Regions from separate parts of the Gossypium hirsutum genome. Here region 1 is linked to region 2. Evidence: chromatin contacts called from public Hi-C data. All regions are on one chromosome and are shown on one strand. Each heading gives the region's core, a stretch centred on a gene start, on an enhancer-like site or on the middle of the called end of the contact. The rest is flanking DNA. Distances are from core to core; before and after follow the strand shown.

Region 1 (2,774 bases), core at 143-2,642, 92 kb after region 2:
GTGTGTAGCGGTGGGGTAGGATCTATGCTATTAAAATCGAAACTATATGGCATCCATAAAAACATATACATTCAAATCTGGGATTTCTAATATGACATGTATATGTATATTGTGAGTGATCTGAAACATAGGTATTCTGAAAGTGTCATTGAAAATTATTTCTATGTGACATATTAATATGTTTAATCATTTGCATTGGTTTTCTTGTGATTAAACTCACACCGAGCATCATAGCTCACTCCCCCTTTAATTTTCATCCTTACAAATAACCCACTAGGTTAGGACGCGGACACGACATTCGGAGGGTCTCTGCTCGGCTTTATTTATTAAAATATTTATATTTATTATTTGATATTTTATTATTCAGAGATTGTATTATTTAATTTTGAATTGTTTTGTGGGATTTAGGATTTGTTTTCTTTTAGCATACATGACTTTTAATTTGATTTTAGGTTACTGAAATATAAATATTAATTAGTTATGCATGAACTTTAGTTTTTATGAAAAATATAAACTATTATTACTTTTCCACTGCTAAGTTATAACTAAATTTTGAGTAATAAATAAGTCGATAATTAACTAACTTCTCTTCTAAAATAATCAAATTTTTTAAAATGATTGTTTTCAAAACTCCAATAACTTATTGGGTCATTTCGGTGGCTAATGTAATCTTCCGAATTCAGGTCTAATAATTAAGCGGGGTTAGAGAGGTTACAATTTTCCACTTTTCCACTCCATGCTCCTATACTTCCACTTTTCTACCCAACTAAGTAGTCGAAGAATTTTTCATGTAGAGGAGATTTGTAAAAGAGTGTTTCAAGAAGTAATATATATACCTTTGTTAAGAGAGAAGCTAATGGCGCTGCAGACAGGGTTGCTAGTCAGGCTAAAAAGAGGATGAGTCTAGAAGACTGAATGAATTCACCGACATCTTCTTTGGTACATATACTGAGCAGAGATGGCTTGCCAACTTGGCACTAGGTGTTTTCTGTCTGTATTGACATGTTATCAATAATGTTTGTTTTAAATGGAAAACGAAATCAGTTAATTTATATATTGTATCCAAAGCATTAAAATTTCAAAATTTAATATCTACAATCACACTTCCCTACATGGACTCGATACATATGTAAGAAACTATTGACAACATATTTTTACAATGTGAACTGATCTGTACTGAGTTAAATTCTAGAAAGAAATGTACATTTTTGGTTTTTGAAAAGAATAAAGAATGCCCAACTTCTTCCATATATAAGGTGGTCCAAGAATTTAGGAAACTATCAAAATTTAACCAATAAAAAAGTACACGTGAAACGTTAGTGGGAAAGCACTGCACATTGGCAGCAACCGATGGTTCTATATTGTTTGAGGCAGATCAGAATTGCCAACACTCTGTAGAGTTCTCGAGGTTAATTGAGCAACACGACAAATTCCATTAGCCCCATTAGACCACCCCCTTTTAAAGTGCCAGTTTCATATTTCATTACAGTTTTCGTCAATTTTCTTCCTATTATTAATTAATAATGGACCACTTTTAACGATGACTTAAATTATGAAACACCGTACTTCAATTCACTTCCATTGATTGGAGGTTTATGAAAAAGAATAGTTTAATTAAATTTTTTTGTCTATATTATTTACCTTTTGGTATAAATGATTTCTCTTGTATACTGTGGATAAGGTTTTTCAAGATGGGTGATAACTGATAAAAGTAAAAAATCTTCAAAGCTATCAAAGTATCAAAAATGGCTTTCCTTGAATCAAGCAGGAGCTGTGTTTGTGGATAAATAATAATAATAACAAAGGGAAAAAAGTTTAGATTTGAAGAATATTATAAGTATAGACAGACAATTTACGAATCATTTAAAGAATTCATCTTTACTTTTTTCTTAAAAAGATAATAATCATTTGATCTGCCCATATTGATGGGTTAGAATTCATTCATCATCCTTTTGGGATAATCCCCATATATTAAAATACAAGAAAAAGAACTCCTAAAATTAACCATATTTTTGGATGAATATTAAAATTATTTTTATTCAATGTGTAAAGTTTATATGAATTTTGATTTACATTCAATTTTAAAAAATTACTAACTAGATAAGTTAATTTGGATTACGGATTCGGATATCTGTAAATATTCAATATGAAATTTGCAAATTCAGATACCAAAATTACTATCCGCTAGAGATGCAAATAGACCCCTTGGATATCTATTAGCCGAGTCTGCATTTGTTATTCGAATCTCAAATATCTACAGATATTCGACTCTTCATAACTTTTCCAAAAATATTTAAAATTTTGATTCCAACAAGATTCAAACACATGACTTTTGACAATTAAAATTATACTTTAACCATTAAAACTAATCTTCAATTTTAGTTAGTTTACATAAATTATTAAAAAAAATATAAATATCAATAAAAATATTTTCTAAAATTAAATATTTTAATTAATAATAAAATTAAATATAATAATAAATAATAAGTTTAATAAATTTAAATATGTTAAAAAATTATCAGACGAATATATCTTATTTAAACATTTTTTCTTTCAAATCTCGTATAGCTTTTCTTAATTTTTTTTTTTGTATTTGTAACTAAACAATGAGATGAAATCATTAGAATTTCTAAATTTGCGATTATCCCTTTTAGTATTTGATCAACTCAGTTAGTTAAATTATTTTAAACAAAAAAGTTAACCAATATTTATATAATATTAAAATAATTATTATAATACGAATTTATTTTGTAATGTGACATAAGTATCTTTAG
Region 2 (3,004 bases), core at 262-2,761:
CTCAAGCACGACCTATCTGGAGTGATTGCAAGCACTTAGTATGATAAGGAAATCAATCCCGGATGGTCCAAAGTGGTGAGCAAAAATCAATAAAAGAATCGAGCACTCACTAAACTAGAGAGGACGACAACAAAATCATCCTTAAAATCACTTATAAAATTAAAATTACATGCATAAGCAAGGCTAAAAAAACGTGCTATAAGAGCAAACAATAACTTCTAAAACTGAAAACTTATTAAACAATGAGAAAACAAACAAAAAATATATAAAACTTAAGACAACACAAATCCAAATCAACATGTGAAATTATTTATTATTCTAAAATACTCTCAAAATAGAAACAAATTAAGAAGTTGATAAAGAGCCACCCACTTTCCAATAAAAACTACTGGTGGATGGTGGAGTTTTAGCGAACGACAAGCACCGTCATCTGTCCATCACAACTTGTGAAGACAACAAAGATACCCACAAAATAAATCTGCAAATTGAAATGAGAGAAGGCATGTGTAGTGAATGAGAAAAAGAAAAAAAATAAAAGGTTAATGGGAAAGGAAAAAGGCGGGCCAGCTTGGAGGCTGGCACCACCGCTAAATAAAACAAAAAATAAGAAACAAATGGCTTTCATTTAGTAATCTTATATGATGTATTCATGTGTTTTAATATCATGCATATTTCATATATTATTATTTAGTTCAAATCGTGCATTTTATTATTTATTATATATAATTTTTAAACACAAATTTATTTTCTAAATATGTTATTTTTACGCTCATACATGTGTCTTCTAGTATTTTTTTTTTGTAAATTTTGTTTTTTTTTCTCTCTCTCTCCTTTGCTTTGTGTTCTGTATTATTCATAGCTTAAAAGAAAAACCAAAAACAATTGATAGTAACTAAATATTACAAATCAAGGCTTTCTTGTTTTTTAGAAAAAAAAGTATTATGATTTGCACCGGTGTGAAAATAGTTTTTATGAACAATATGAAAATAGTTGAAAGATAGATAATTAAATTTTGGTTAAATTGTATTAGAAGTTTTGGTACCTTTCATAAATTTAAATTTTACTATCTATATTTTTTAGATTTTAAATTTTAAATTAAAATCATTTTATTAAATTCAAGTTCATGAATATTAAATTTTAATTACATTGTTATGAAATGAGGTTTTTTTATTCTAAAATATCAGGTCAATAAATTTAATAAAAAATAATATTAATAACTAAAACTAAATTTTAAAATATAAAAAATTAATTAATTAAAAATTTGAAATTGATGTTTTGTGGATTTTGAATTGCGTTGGGTGGTGAATTCAAGGAAAATAAATTTGTATGAAACTTTGCAAACGTGCAAAACAAATGTAGTTATGGGTTGGATTGATAGTGAATTTTTTAATTATGGAAATGAAATTAAAAAATTATCATATTTTTTATTATAATTATAATATTGCCTAAATTGCGGTAGAGTCCTGTCGGTTTCTTCTGCTCTGTCTTCACAACAAAGTTTGGAATCCAATGCTCTTCCTGGCCCCACTTTCCCTTCCTTTATTATTTTAGAAATTTACTAACACCTCTGTTCTTTAAAATATAGAAGTGTGTTAAAAAATAAAATATAATAAATACTAAAGTATATAGTTTAATGAATTAATAATAATAGCACATAAAATATGTATAATATTAAAATAAAAATAAAAAATTAAATTTTGAGTAAAAAATTTAAATACATCAAATTAAAATTATTAAATAAATATAATTATTTATTATTGTATTGTCATTAATTCTGAGTTGGTGTTAGGTTAATTTATAATACCAATTCAATCAATAATATTATTAATATATACAATTTATGGAGGTAATAACGTTAGCATAATAAAATTAAAATGTATAAAAAAATATAAAAATATAACTTTGGTTGAATGATATTTGAGATTTAGATCCTATTTGAGGTTTTAAAATTTTCAAATTAAAAACTATAATATATTAATATTATTATTTATTGGTGATATTTAAATTGTATCTATAATAATATTTAAAATGTAATTTCATTTATTAAAAATTATTCTTAATAAAATATAACTAATATTATTCTTATATAAAATTTAAACATTTTATTTATATAATTTCTTAACTAAAATTTACTATTTTATTTCTCTTAATAATAAAACTACTTTTACTATAAATTATAATTCAAAAAATATTAAAATTTAAGGTAAGAAGTTGTTATAGAAAATTAATTTAGTGAAGAGTGTGCTTCATACTTTTATGGTTGTTACTATTATAGATGAAAAGATGTTATAAAGAGTAAAACTAAAATTTATATATATATAAAATAAAAGATTCTATAACAAACTTGACTATTATAATAAAATGTTGTTATAAAGTTGTGAACCTCATTAAGGAAGGTGTTTGCGGTGGTTCCAATTCTGCCTTAGTTAGGAGAATTGTTTTGCTTTTGAAGTCTTTGAGTCATTGGAATCTTTAGCATAATCCCAGAGAAGAGAATAGTATTGCAGACAGAATTGTCAAGCTTCGAAGAGACAGGGAAACAGGAGTACAATTGATTGATAAGAATTATGTAATGAGCTTTCCTATTGTTTGATTATTGAGTTGTATTTTCTTTTTTTACCAAAAAAAATATTGTTATAAAAAGAGTTTATTGTAGTTTTGAAGTAAGAGAAGAAAATAAGTGTAAAAGAAAATGACAAATTAGATTTAGTCTTAACCGAATTAGTGGACACACTAATTCTCGGTTGAATCAATTTGTTCAGTTCAATTGAATAAATTAAGAAATAAAAATAGTGAAAACCGATTCAACCAACCCAACCAATTTGTGTCAATTAATTCAGTCCCTTATTGGATCGGTACTTGTTAGGATATTATTATGGGATATTATCTTTTAGCAATTTGATTCCTAATAGAATATTATAGGATATTATTATGGGATGCAGGATGGCGTGATGCTATGCAAAAGGAGATTTGTGCTGTGGAGGATAATGACACTTGGTCTATG

Evidence for each region. Hi-C and Micro-C count contacts between places; a contact is called where the count stands out from the background.
Region 1: a contact with region 2 is called in a Hi-C map of leaf, with 2.5 times the contacts expected there. The contact joins two enhancer-like sites. A contact is called at or near these places in 4 of 34 Hi-C or Micro-C datasets (leaf and petal).

Annotation. Positions count from the first base shown.
Region 1 is chrA12:21,409,414-21,412,187 of Gossypium_hirsutum_v2.1, forward strand. No RefSeq gene overlaps it. Among protein-coding and RNA genes, the nearest start is that of LOC107933338, 8.2 kb to the right of the region's middle. Within about 2 kb of position 1,393, at least 2 of the 9 cell types and tissues checked have an H3K27ac peak or open chromatin away from gene starts, as enhancers often do. A contact at or near this core is called in leaf, where this site is marked.
Region 2 is chrA12:21,317,585-21,320,588 of Gossypium_hirsutum_v2.1, forward strand. No RefSeq gene overlaps it. Among protein-coding and RNA genes, the nearest start is that of LOC121211583, 28 kb to the left of the region's middle. Within about 2 kb of position 1,512, at least 2 of the 9 cell types and tissues checked have an H3K27ac peak or open chromatin away from gene starts, as enhancers often do. A contact at or near this core is called in leaf, where this site is marked.